Linked DNA regions of Sus scrofa: region 2 is linked to region 1. The links are chromatin contacts, called in public Hi-C maps. All regions are on one chromosome and are shown on one strand. The core of a region is the stretch at or near the end of the contact, and the rest is flanking DNA. Distances in the headings are between cores, read along the strand shown. Region 1 has its middle 150 kb from the start of HABP2. Region 2 overlaps HABP2 (hyaluronan binding protein 2).

Region 1 (7,045 bases), core at 2,945-5,444:
GGGCCCTTGCCTTGTGTGGTACACCCCTTCCCCCAAAGGCCCTCATGAATTTTTGGTCATTAGAGTTTCAAATTTCTATGATCAAAGTTTTGCCTGACTGCAGGGCTTAAGGTACCATGTGAAAAGCAAAAGGGAGAGAGCGCGGTTGGGGGAAGAAGGACCAAGATCACGTGATCAAGCTTCTCTGAGAGGTGAGCCAAGCAGACCACCCTATGAATCCCTCTGTAGGCATCATTTCACTGTTTGCTACTTTGGTTGCTCTTCATCGACATCAACAAGCCAGGGCTGTCCTGCCATGCTTAGAGCTGGCTGGGGATTCATCAAATAACCGTTTAAAGCACTTCACCCTGGACTTCTCAAAGTCCCCAGAAACACAGCCTCATGCCATAAAAAAATATGTAGTGCTGAACCCCAGTCCCCTCCCCTCCCCTGCCCCCTGTGTTGTGCATAAATACACAGTCTGCGGCTGTGGAGGTTGGTCGGAACGTCTCCTTCCATGGGGACCTGCTGCTGGTGGCAGGCGTGGGTGCCGGCTTCCGACCAAGCAGGCTTGCCTGAGCTTCCAGCCGGCCTGTCCTTGCTGGTGAACAGGGAAGCGGAGAGGTTGACCCATCATCAGCATCAGGTTAACCCCCTTTTCATGTCGACATCGGTCTTAGACAATTTGAGCACACTTTTAGGAAAAGCTGCCTCTCCCTTTGCGAAGTGATCCTGATGGATACTGATGTTTTTATGATTATTAATAAACTCTCCGAGACAGAATTTTATGGGCACACCGAGACTCTAAAAAGTCATTCTTTGCCTTGGAAAGTTGTATATGTTAGAGAGGACGGAGGAAATTTTTAATAAGCATGTTTAAGTGGCCAGGCAGGGTGTGAAAGACAGAATTTTAAGTATCTGTTGTGGCTCCTTTGACATTGAATTTGCTTCCTGCAAAGGCCTTCATGGGATGTGTTTTCTGAAAATAGCACACACACCCCCAGGAAGCATCTGCCGCAAGAATGCTTCAGTGATGGCTTCAGTTTAGGTGGCAACCAGAAGTCTCTTTGGGAAAATGCATCCTCCTTAACTATTCTTTGGCTTGTTTTTCTATCATCCGCCTTGAGTTCTCCCTTCTCCTCCTCCCTCCCCTCCCCACTTATTTCTCTTCGGAGTGGCATGGATCTGTTCACCCAAACTGTGTGAAATCAAAGTGACTTACAAAGAAACCCTCACTCCTTTTTACCCTCCCAAAGAGAATGGGTTGGAGAAGAAGGCAGATTGGAGGAGCATAATGAGTTAAACATCGATGTACGCTGGGCCCAGCATCTGGTTAGAAGTCAGCTTCACAAGTCATGCAGTTATTGTGAAGAAAATTCTTCAGCCAAGCCCAGAAGAATTTAGCTTTGCTCAATGCAAAGGGAAAACCTGGCACTGTTTCCACATGCTGTCTTTGCTGTAGCAAGGACTGTAGCTACAAGCAATACTGAATCCTACCTATGGAATCTCCATCCTTCCGCCTCCGCCATCCCCCTCCTCCAGCGCCCCGCTTTGGGACTCCTACCGAGCTCGTATTTTAAATGAGAATCCTGGAAAAGTCAGTCATTACCGACACAAAATGACAGATTGGTTAATGAATCATGTCTTCAAAAATGGGGCTGGACAAACAAGGCAGCTTATTCTGATAAAGAACAGAGTCAAAGCAACCAGGTGACGGTGTCCTTTGCATATAGTTCCACACCGGCCGTGCTTTTATTTGGAGTCCGTGTTAATTTTAGAAACTGTAAAACACAACATGCCAAATTGGTTGATTAAAATAGTGCTACTTCCCAGAGGCTAACAATCTGTTGTCTCTTGTAGAAGGTTGTCCAGTGAGTGTTGGCTCAGTTGTAGGCCAACCTCGTGAATTAACTGGATGTGTTGAGTATTTTGATTCTGCTTTATGTCTGCCTGAGTATCCCCTCATTCATGCATTCATGTTTCTATCCATTGTTTATTAGTTTGATTCTCTTTGCCAGTGTAGACCTGGACTATATTTCGATCTGGAACATTGCCTTTTCACTCAAAAGATATATATCCTCCAGAAAGACATGTCAAATTTTTGAAGTTGGTCTTTTCAAATAATTGACAGCTATTTGTTCCTGAAGGAAGTTGAATTTTTATGGGATTTTTAGACCCAACAATATGCAGTTACTGGGTTTTAAAATGAATGGAAGAAAGGAAGGAAGGAAAGAAGGCAGGGAGAGGGAAGAAGGAAGAAAAAGAATGAACGAGAGGTGATTTGGTTTCTGATTTTAAATTTAGACAAACTCTGAAGAAACACTTACCCTTTCTTTACGTAAATAAATACTGACTGCTAAGTTATATTGTTGAATTTTAAATCATATGATAAAGTGGTACTTAACAGGGCTATAAACAATAAAGATAAACATTTTTGCTCTTCTGGGACTTCTATTTAAAAGTAGGAAAGGAGTTTTAACAGATCACCCTATAATAGCAAATGTGGTAGCTGGCTTATTATAAAATTATAAATGTTAATTTTTGAATCACATTTTATAAAAGTTGTCACTGAGCACAGGTATCTATGTCAGCTTTTGTCGTCAGTGTCACTAAAGCCATTCACTAGTAAAAGACTCAACACGGAGCAAAATTTAATGGGAATTGAAACAAGCCCCTGTTTTCAGGGGAGCTTTTGCTCGAGAGAAAAGTCCCCTCAGAATATTAGGGAGATACTTCAGATAAACATTCAGAACTACCTCTAGCTAAGCAAGCAAGCCAGGGAAGAAAGAAAGAAAAAAGAAAAAAGCCCCTCAGCCAAGACCCCGTGGAAAGTGGGAAGGATTTGAAACAGCTTATAATTTGGGCTTTTAGCTGTTTTGCTGGGTTGTTAGTATTTGATTTTATCCAAGAGCAAAGCTGGATTTTAAGGCATCCTTCCTGTTGCAAAGATAAATAAATAGAAATTCAGATATTCATGGAGAATTGGACTTTCATTTCCTTCTTCCTCGTTAGAACCTATTTCAGCCCTCCCCACCCCCCAACCACCCCCACCTCTTTTTCATGTCTTCCCTTTTCCTCTTGCACTAACTCTTTAAGAAAGAAAAAGAGGCGTGAATCAAACAGCAGTGAGAACCTTTGGGGTGGGGGCGGACTCCTGTGAATGTATTTAGAAATAAAATGCAACTCTTCCTTTCACCTTAAAGAGCATTTCAGAGGCCCTGCTCTCAGGCCCTCAGTAATGAGAAAGAGGCAGGATTGTGATTTACTTTTGTAGTTTAAATAGACTTAGAATCCAGAGAAATTGTTTTGTGCTAATTCTTCTCTTTCTTTCTCCCTTCACCCGACTTCTCAAAGAAAGACTTTCCCAAAGTAGCTGGTGGTTTCCAGTGCGATAAGGTAAAATAGGGAGAAAGTTTTGTTGTGGTTTTCTTTGTCCTGCTTTTTCCCCACTTCAAGAATCTGAGGCCCCACGGAAATCCTTGGAGGATGCTTGGCGAATATGGACCATTATAAATGAAATCCAAATCAAAAGCATCATCGCACCGGCTCCTTTAGGTTCTTAAGCAGAAGAATGTTCTGATCACTGAAGCCATTTCAGGGCCCGAAATTAGAAAGTAATAAAAAATATCACACTCTCCCTGGTGGGTAGTTCATTTAATTGGTTCCCCAGCAGGAGGCCAGCCCCAAGTCAGAAATGCTTACTCTCTAGCTCTCTGCTTCGGCAGGACTGCATGCAAACACGACCAGATAAGTAAGCAGTCGAGTGAAGGGAAACCAGAAAACCAGGGACAAATGCAGAAACAAATAGCTTGGGGCTAGAAAGAATAAAGAAAATGCATTAGCCCCCAGTTTCTGAAACACAGAAATTTGCGCACCACCAGACAGATGGCAAGTTTATGCGTTTAGATCAGCTTGGACCAACGTCTCTGTTTAGGACTGAAGTTATTCTTGGGATTAAATTCTGGCTGCAGGATGTTCTTGGGGAGAAAATGGACTGTGCTCACAGAATTCTGACAGTTTGGGATTTGTCTTAAAAGACTGGCCAGAGCTTTGATTCAAAGTCTGCTCTTGGCCTAAGCGCAGCTTTCCCGGCCGGTCCAGTTAAAGGATTTCGAATCCGGAGGAGTTGGGACTTGGCTGTGTCAGCCACAGGGACCACAGAGCCTGATGCTCTGCTGCCACCTTCTGTCCCAGCCATCGCACCAGGAGGCTGTTAAACTCTGGGCCGTCCAGAAAACCCGGTGACTGTCCCCCCTCTGCCTTTGAGAGTCAGCCCTGGATACGCTGCATCCTGAGGCACTCACGATCCCTCCTGTCCACCTGGAGGCTCAGGCTCTGGGTGTGGCCCTTGGAAATGGCCTCTTCCAGAAGGAAGCAGAACATCAGCTTGTTTGCCCGCCTCCCACTCTCTGGCTGTCTGTCTCTCCCTCCCAGATCTCAGAGATCTCGAACTTTCCATAGGTAGAAGGGTCTGGAAAACGAAGTTGAAGGCAAAGACAGGGCTTTTTGTTTTCAAACGTCAGCACACGCTTGTCTAAATCACTGCCAAAGACAAATGGGATGAAGTGGAGGAAAGGAAAAGTGAGATTGAATAGCAGGAAAAAAGCCCTGACAGCAAGATCTATCGCCCTGTGGAGCGGCGTCCCCAGGGGTGAGCTATGGGTAGAGATATTTAAAACTCGAGTGGACAAAACATTAGACCCTTCCCTGCAGGGAACAATTCGACAGCAGCTCCTGGGACCTGACCCTGGTGAGCATAGAGGTCCTTCCCAACTCTAATTTTTTATGATTTCTCAATCGACTTCCCTTTCTATAAAAAGCACTCGGTTGCAGCTGCGGAATCCAACCGCTCCGATGTTCACCGTAGGTGAGGATGGTTCCAGTACACTTTCCTTTCTGTGCAGCAGGAACAATGCCTGACACCTACTCTCTTTGCGCCAAAGGAAAGCAAAATTCACATAATTAAGCTTCTAGATACGTGGTTTAGGCAGGGGATGGAGGAGCCCGGCCCTTGACAGCTGGCCAAGAAGTGATCAGAGCAGCCTCGGCTTCACCGCACAGCCTTTGGCAAATGCTTACTCCTCCCAAATCGCCTTGGTCCGTGTGTCTCACCTGTCAGGATGATGCTCTCTGAAGCCAGTTGTGAACTTTTTGGAAGGACGGTGAGGCGGAAGCTCTGCCCCTCACGGCTAACGGTGCCTTCTTTGTGTGGATTTTATACATCTCAGCCGCAGGCTTGAACTGGGGGAGACAAAAGGGAGCAGAGAGAAGTGGGCTGCGGAATCGTGGGCTCCGCTTGTACTCTTTAGGGTGACTTGGTTCAACTGTCCAACCGATAATGATTAGGTTCCCCTTAACTGCCAGGCGCTGCCAGTTGGGAGCTGGTGTGTCAAAGTGGAGGTGAACAAAGACAGAGAAGAAAACAATGGAGTCCTTGGGTTGCATCTCTCAGTGGCTCTTAACTCTTTTTAGGGGAAGGTAGAGCATCCTGTATTCTGCAAAGCATCACCCGATCTGGCCCCTGCCTGCTTCTCTGATCTTGTCTAAGCCCTTCCTCTGGGTCCCCTTCTCATTTCATTGGTGAGCTCTGTTCCTTCTCTTTGCAGTGCCTGCCTGGGTGCTCAGCCCCATACTCACCTGGTCTTGGGAGTTCTCTTGTGGTGCAGCGGGTTAAGGATCTGGAATTGTCTCTGCAGTGGCTCGGGTCACTGCTGTGGCATGGGTCTGATCCCTGGCCCAGGGAACTTCCACGTGCTGAGGGTGCAGCCAAACAAACAAACAAAAAACCTCGACTGGTCTTCTTCCTACACCTACCTACCTACCTTCCTTCCTTCCTTCCTTCCTTCCTTTCTTTCGTTCTTTTTTTCTTTTTTGGCTGCAGAAATAGACGTGAGAGTCTAGCTGTCTTCTATTAAGCCAGACATTGAAAAGATTTGTAAAAATATAAAACGATGCCATTTTTTCACTACTTTTCTATTTTGGAAAATACAGCACGTTCTTCACGAAAATGTTGTGCTAACATGTAATGGATATACTGTAGTGGTTTTTAAATAACTCTTTTAAAAATTTTAATTTTTAGATTGGTAAATACTGATAGATATAACCCACATAAACAAAAGCTCTTCGAGGTCTGTAATAGTTTTTCCTCCCGCCCCTTTCACCTAGTTAATGTTTCTCATCTCTTAGTTCCCAGCCAAAAGGTCTTGTACACAGAGAAGTCTTCCCAGGCCTCTTGGCTGATACCAGGTCTCTCGAGTGCATGCTCTCTTGGCTCTTCTCCATCAGAGCCCACAAGACAAGGACAGCTAAGGAATCCAGGACTCAGGGGTCACTGTCTGTTTCCTCCACCGGAGGTCCATCTAGCAAGCAGGCCCCTTGCCCATCTTCCTGATCTGGGCTCCCCAGAGCCTCCCCCAGGGCCTTGTTCATAGTGCGTCTGTTGAAGAGATGAACAAATGAAAGGCTGAATTAATGAAGTGCTGTAACACTGGTGGTACGAAGTGCTGTTGGATCGCAAAAGAAGAGATAATGAATTCCACCTGGAAGGGGTTCCTAGAGGGATTTGCAGTTGCGCTGGGTATTTTTTTAAACCATCTGTGTTTTACTGAGATATAATTGACATGTAGCATTGTTCAAGTTCAAGGTGTACAGTAGAATGACTTGACTTACATATATTGTGAAATGATGACCACAATAAGTTTAGTTAACATCTGTCATCTCATATGGATACCAAAAAAAAAAAATAAAAAAAAGAAAAGAAAAAAAATTTTTTTTCCTTGTGATGAGAACTCTTAGGATCTGTCCTTTAACAGCCTGAGCTTCGACTTAAGGAAAAATTTAGTTTCCCTGTTGAGAAGGGCGGAGGGCCAGTTCTATAGGGTGCACCCTCTAGCCAGCCTAGCAATAAGCAGTAATTTCTTATTATAAAATAATACCTATCTGTGGTAAGAAATTCAAACACTACTGAAATGTACAAATACTGCAAATTACCAACCTTACTCCCTGGCCACACCCTCTTGGCTTACCCATCAGTCACAGTGGGGGTTTCCTTCTTCCTGTCCATACT
Region 2 (7,045 bases), core at 1,518-4,017, 150 kb after region 1:
AATGGGAAATCAAAGAAAATGAAACAGTGAGGTTGGATTCTAATTGGCTGCAGCTCTTGTGCTGAAACCAGCTCCCTCCTGGTTGGGGGGTGGGAGGGTGGGCGGAGATTAGCGGGGTGGGGGAGTTGGGGGGGGTGGAGGATGGGGACTTACCAGCACCGCCCTGGTCTGTCTTGGTGGTGGGATTGGAAGGGAGGACAGGAAAGCTGAGAGAGGAGGAGTTCTCTTATGGCTCAGGGGGTTAAGGACCTGGTGCTATCACTGCAGTGGTTTGGGCCAAACAAAACAAAACAACACACACACAAAAACCCAGAAGGGAATGACTTTCTCACACTGTTTTGATATGATGTCACTTGTGTCCACGTGGTGGGCCTCAGACTCAACCCCAAGCCGCTCATTGGTTTGGTTTGTTCACTTACCTTTTCAAGGGGCTCCCAGGTGCATGAGCACATCCAGAAACGAGGGTTTGTTTTTATCCAATCTCCTTTTCCTGGATGCCCTCGCTTCCTAACCTTCAACCCCCTCCCGCCAAGCTCCTGGGATGACCCAGTTGTACCAATATTTACCACCAAGCTCTTGCCTAAAGAGTCGCCCATTGTGGGAGTTCCTGTTGTGGCTCAGCAGTAACGAACCCAACTAGTATCCACGAGAATGCAGGTGTGATCCCTGGCCTTGGTCAGTGGGTTAAGGATCTGGTGTTGCTGCGAGCTGTGGTGTAGGTCATAGACGTGGCTCAGATCCCAGGTTCTGGTGGCTGTGGCATAGGGCACCGGCTGCAGCTCCAATTTGCCCCCTAGCTCGGGAACCTCCATATGCTTTAGCAGGTGTGGCCCTAAAAAGACCAAAAAAAAAAAAAAAAAAAAAAAGTAGCCCATTGCAAATGCAGTGCTTGCTGCCCCCTGAGCAGACAAATCCCCTTGAATCAAACATTGGGTTGGTTAAGGGAATTCTTTTGTAATTGGGGAAACAGGTTTCAACAATTTGCAGAGGTGCGATGATGTCTCTCCAACGTCCCTGGCCTAAGAGCGGTATAACCAAGTGTGGCCGAGGGCAGAGTCGCTGGGGTGAGGGTTGAAAACGCACCCCAAGGAGATTATGCTGCAAATCAGTAAGACTCAGACACAGGATTCTTTTCTCTGCCCCTCCCTGCCCTCTATTCCAACCCTCCTGAGCCCAAAGATCACGAAACCTGCTCCCTGATGACTGGTGGGGAGACTGACATTGCCAAGGGTCTGCTCTTAACCAGGGAAGGCCAAAGTCCACGGCACAGATCCCTTGTGAAAGCCTGACTGTGGAGTAGATGGACCAGCAGTGGCATCTAGAGAGGTCTCTCTGAATCTACTGCAAAGCAACCACCTCCCCATGTGTAAGAAGCAGCTGCTTCCAGCCGTCTAGGAAGAGTGAGTGCAGTTGTGACCGCTCAGCCCTGCTGAGACGAGGAGTGAATGGGGCAGAAGAAGCAGGCCGTGGCTCGTGTGCCTTTTGATCCGGGTGGAGACGTTTGTTGGGATGTGTTGGTGACAGTGGACTGGCTAAGGCTCCAGCTGACTTTTTTTTTTTTTTTTTTTTTTTGTCTTTTTGCCTTTTCTTGGGCCGCTCCCGTAGCATATGGAGGTTCCCAGGCTAGGGGTCGAATCGGAGCTGTAGCCACTGGCCTACGCCAGAGCCATAGCAACGCAGGATCTGAGCCGCGTCTGCAACCCACACCACAGCTCAAGGCAATGCCAGATCCTTAACCCACTGAGCAAGGGCAGGGATTGAACCTGCAACCTCCTGGTTCCTAGTCGGATTCGTTAACCACTGCGCCATGACAGGAACTCCTCCAGCTGACTTTTGTACCTTCTCCAGCTGTCCCTGGGGCCTAGTGGCCCTCTCTGTGTCTGCCAAGCCCGGGCTAGTCTGGACAGGCCTTTCAGAAAGCTTTCTAAGAACAGGGGCCCAGTCTCTTCACCTGGCTCAATACCCTGCCTCTCTGTTTCCTTCTCCGCCATCCTTTCACTGCCACATCTGCGTGCCTGCTGCCCTCATCACTCACAGCAAGGGCTCTGGCATAAGACTGCCTCCCTTCTAGCCTGGTTCCAGCACTTACTAGCTGGGCTACTTTGTCTTAATCTCTGCAAAGGTGTTTTCTCACCTCTAAAGGCACTTCATCAATAATCCAGTTATTAAGGATTGTATGCAATAAATGAGACAAAATGCACATAAAGCATTTAACACAGTCCTTGGCACCTGTCAGGTCTTAATAAAGGTGAACTGGGATCACAGTTGTCCCCTCCTCCTCCTCCTCCTTTCGCATCGATGGGCTTCCTCTTTGGATTTGCAAGTCCCAGGACTAGAAGTTCTTATTTCTCCGTCTCTGGGGAAAAACAGAATGGGATAATGGAATGAAAGGAGGCAAAGACTGTGTCTACCCCTCACCCCCAACCTGGGCCATTACCCAAGTTAGTTTCAGGGTCCAGAGATCTGGCACAAATAACTGGCCAGAGGCCTGGCTTTCCCAGACGGTCCCCCAATATCCAGCCTGGGGTTTGGGCTGCCAGCCTCCACATTTCACCACAAACTCTTTCTGTGGGTGGATCCAGTGATTCACAAAATGAGGGGGCCTGCTGGGGCCTTGGGGCCCCCTGACATGCAGCTCAGGCTGCACAGCTGGGCAGCAGCTGCTTCAGACTCCCTGAGAGCCCATGGGATCTGCAGCTCCCACCCCCAAGCCCCAGAAGGTCCTGCTTTCTTTTTGTTTGGTTTCCTTCCGAGCACCAGCTCCGGCTGCTGGGAAGAGCACGTCTGCCACCTGCTGGCAGTGGGCAGCACAGCATCTGTCTGTCCCACAGGCTTCAATTTCTAGCTAAGATTTGGGGCTCTGGCCCTGGCACAGGTCCTGGAGGGCTGGGTCAAGACAGGTAGAGAGGGCCAGGCCCTGCCCTTCCAACAAGCTCTATGGAGGGAAGATGAGGCAGGGCAAAGGACCAGAACTACGGCCGAGATGACTGGCTGCAACAAGGGTGAGACTGAAGGAGGGGTGACAGGTGTCCTGAGGGGCCCCTCATGTCCCTTCTCTGAAATCTGCCTGGCACTCAAGCCCAAAAGTGCCAAGGTCAAACATCCCCTGTTCAAGCTCCCCAGGCCCGGGGATGCCCTTAGACTTGAAAGCCCCCTCCTCTGCCAACTCTTCTCCACCATCACCCCACCACCAAAAAAAAAAAAAAACCCCACCCCTCGTCTCACCTCCTGCAGAAACAGGGCAAAAGGGAATTGTGATGCCTTTAAACGGACACAATTTAAACAACAAGTGGCCTCTCTTGCTTGATCTGCATGACTTTCTCCTCCCCAACTTTTTATTTTGTGATTCGTCAAACCTCCAGAATGGTGGAAAGAATGGTACATGGACTATCGTTCACACAAACAGATGCAACACTGAGCGTGTGCCATGGTTGCTTTCTGTTGTGAGCTCTATGTAAAGTGACCTCTTATGCTTGTTTTTTTGGCTGGTCATTTGCTGAATCACTTACAGCTGAATTGCAGCCATGACCCTCCCCGCTTTAGCATCTTCTTAGGATAAGGACATTTTCCCATAAAACCACAGAACTGTTATCACCGTCAAGAAATTCAGCATTGACACACTAATAATCTCTAACATGTCTGTATTCAGATCCCCACTTGTCCCAATAATGTCCTTTAAGCCTTTTTTTTTTTTCTTTTTAAATCTGGGATCCAACCTAGGATTCCACACTGCATTTTGTTGTCATGTCTCTCTAGTCTTATTTAATAAAGAACAGTCTTCCCATCTTTTTTGTCTTTATGACACTGACAATCCTAAGCTAGTTGCTTTGTAGAAAGCCCACATCTTGGATCCACTGTGTTCCCTACAAGTGATGCAAGATGAGCAGTTTTGTCCAGAATTGATCTTGTTGACAGGTGGATCTTGTGCCCTCGTGTGGGATGTATTTTTCTTTTTACCATTTTACCCAAAGACGGCTGAAGAGGCTGCAGTAAAAGAGAAAATTAAAACATCTGCTGAGAGGAGTCCCCGTTGTGGCACAGTGGAAATGAATCCGACTAGGAACCATGAGGTTGCTGGTTCAATCCCTGGCTTTGTTCAGTTGGTTAAGGATCAGGCATTGCTGTGAGCTGTGGTGTAGGCTGAAGACATGGCTCAGATCCTGCGTTGCTGTGGCTGTGTTGTAGGCCGGCGGCTACATCTTCCATTTGATCTCTAGCTGGGGAACCTCCATTTGCTACAGGTGCAGCACTAAAAAGACAAAAAAAAAAAAAAAAAAAAAAAAAAAAAAAAAAGTCTGCTGAGGGTAGAGGAAGCAAACATACCAAACTGCCTAGACTGGGTACCAGGAAGATCCACCTCACCGATGGCAGCTTTCTGGCGGAGACCCAGAGCGAACGCCGTCGAGGGATAGAATTCTTGTATTTTTAAGTCAGAGGTCAGCAAACTTTGTAAAGCATCAGACAAGAACAACTGGGCACTACACTGTCTCTTTCACAGTTGCCCTGTCATTGCAACCTCAAAGCAGACGTAGACAGCACGTAAGCAGTTGGGGGTGCCTGTGCTCCAATAAAATGTTATTGACAAAAATGTAGCTGCTGTAGCTGCTGGGTTGGGCTCAAAGTCCTTTGTTTTAAGGGAAAGAAGATATTCCAGCTATTAAATGAATAAAACATTCTTTTCCTGGTAAGGACTGCATTCTACAAAACAAAACTATTCCTATCATATTTTCAGCAAAACTTTTCCAGGCATGGCATGTGCCAAGCGCTGTGCTCAGTACTGGGTGAATGCACAGTGATGAAACAGACCAGAGCCTCAAATTACTGGAGGGCAGCTTTGGATGTGAAAGATAGATAACATGCAAATGAACACATAGAAAACTACAAGCTGAAATAAGGACCGTGGAGGAAATGAATGGGTGCAGAGACGAAACAATGGGGGGTGTGTTGTATTGATGGGGAGGCGGGGAAGATGACATTTAAGCTGAGATGATGTCTAGTGATGGTCACGGAGGAGAGCTTTCTATGCAGAACGGCCTGTCCAGCAAGTGCAAAGGCCCTGAGGTGGAAAGAGCCTGGCTAGTGCCATTTTGAACGCAGATGTGGCTAGACTTTAGTAAGGGACAACAGGAGAGAGGGGGATGGGAGGAGCTTTATAGGTCCTGGCAAGGGTCCGTATTTTATGCCAAGGACAATGAGGAGTAACTGGAGGATTGAAGCGTCCATTCATCTCCAGCCTTAAGGAGCCATCACTGAGGCAATCGCCTGGACTTGGGCGTGAGTGAATCTGAATCCTGTCACAGCTGTGTGAGCGCTGAGCCTCAATTTTCTCATCTGTTAAGCGGGCTGATAAAGCTTCCTCATAGGGTTTTTGTAAGAGTTAAATGCAGCACTGTACAGTCAGGCAGAGGCAACACGCAATCCATGCTGATTCCTGTAACTGACAGGACGGTCAGGACCTGGTGGCCAGGTTCCAGTATGGGACAGGTAGGTGCAGGCACTGCATGTCCCAAAAGGAAAAAAAATCTCAGGGAAGTGAAGGAGTTCCCTGGTGACCCAGTGGTTGAAGATCCAGTATTTGCCACTGCCATGGCTCGGGCCACTGCTGTGGTGCTGGCACGATCCTGGGAAATGCCATGTGCCACAGGCACAGCCAAAAAAAAAAAAAAAAAGCACTGCGCGTCCATACTGGGGGGAGAAAGATGTTTTGGATGCTCAGCCAGCACAGAAAGAGCGGGGACAGCTTCAAATAGACCCCACCCCTCTTCTCTCCAATCCACACCCCCCCCATCGGAAAGTACCCATTGCTCCCACGCCCTGGATTTGACCCCGGGAAAGGCTCCACTCACCTCCCAGGCGCCCAGGAAGGTGCCCAGCCAGTTCAGAGGACTCACGCTTCCTCCGTTCTGTGTCATTTTGTTTTTCAGTTCTCCCTCCTGTCTCTACTCACAGACCTGGACCCAGGTGAGTGCTTGGCGGACCACCTTGGGGCTGCCCACCTCACAGGCTGATCTGGGGAATGGGGGAAACGGGGCTTACACACGTGAGTGTGGGTGCAACCGCAGCATTCCAATGGCTCAGAAGTGTCATGGGGCCCTTTGAGGATTTTCCCAGAGAAATGCAGCCCTGGGTGTTTGTGTACACACACACACACACACACACACACACACACTGGTTCACACAGTTTTGAGCTGCCTGTGGGTGCTGTGATGTCCAGTCTCAGGATCCCAAGGGAAAATTGCTGAAGGCATTAAACCCCTTCATTTCACAGAAAAGGAGACTGAAGCTCAGAGAGGGGAGGCAACTTGCCCCAGGTCACACAGCACATTAGAGACTGTGATGAGGCAAAGTGAGGATGTCTTTGCCAATGGCTCCATGCAGGCCAACCCCGTGCCACCCCTTTCTCTTCATCCCTTTTGGTGGGGAGCCAGCAACCCTATGCTGAGAGGATGGTGCCATGCAGGCAGCCCCCGGCCGGCCCCCCTGCTGCTGATGCCCCCCCCCCACTGTTGTCCCCTCCATGCAGTCTATTTCCCCAGTGTTCTTTCACACAGGCTCCTAATCCTATGTCCTCTGCCTGTGCCTCAGCCATGCCTGGGCTGAGCAGAGCTGCTCCTTCATGCCACATTGTCTGCTCCTGGTCTCTGTCTCTGGGTCCGAATCTCCCTTTGCTGCTCTGAGATCCAAGGGAGAAAAGTCCACTCACTACCCCATTGGGGCAGAGGGTGGCTTCCCCATGGGGTGTGGCATTGGTCACCAGCAGAGGACCAGAGCCAGGCAGACAGCACGTGGCGGTGACCATCACATCTAAACTTTGGAGCAAAGATGGTGATAATTGGGTCAAGTGCAGCTTGATAGTCAGGATTCTCTAGCAGCAAAGCCCTGGATGAGAAGACAGGCTTGCACCGGCTCAAGGCAAGAGATGCCTGGACCTTGTCCTGCCCCGTGTGCTCAGGGAATGTTCTTGGAATAGGGTAGAAATATACAAGAGCCCCATGGGGGGGCTTGGAGAAGGATCTATGTCTTTCCCCAAAGCAAAGGAGGGTGT

Evidence for each region. Hi-C and Micro-C count contacts between places; a contact is called where the count stands out from the background.
Region 2: a Hi-C map of retroperitoneal adipose tissue shows a contact between it and region 1, with 1.9 times the contacts expected there. The contact joins two enhancer-like sites. A contact is called at or near these places in 5 of 47 Hi-C or Micro-C datasets (embryonic fibroblasts, heart right ventricle, mesenteric adipose tissue and 2 more).

What each region holds. Positions count from the first base shown.
Region 1 is chr14:123,745,162-123,752,206 of Sscrofa11.1, forward strand. No RefSeq gene overlaps it. Among named protein-coding and RNA genes, the nearest start is that of HABP2, 150 kb to the right of the region's middle. Within about 2 kb of position 4,195, at least 16 of the 83 cell types and tissues checked have an H3K27ac peak or open chromatin away from gene starts, as enhancers often do. A contact at or near this core is called in retroperitoneal adipose tissue, where this site is marked.
Region 2 is chr14:123,899,449-123,906,493 of Sscrofa11.1, forward strand. It overlaps HABP2 (hyaluronan binding protein 2), which reads left to right. Exons shown (of 13, transcript NM_001243690.1): 2 at 5,925-5,961. Among named protein-coding and RNA genes, the nearest start is that of HABP2, 9.0 kb to the left of the region's middle. Within about 2 kb of position 2,768, at least 21 of the 83 cell types and tissues checked have an H3K27ac peak or open chromatin away from gene starts, as enhancers often do. A contact at or near this core is called in retroperitoneal adipose tissue, where this site is marked.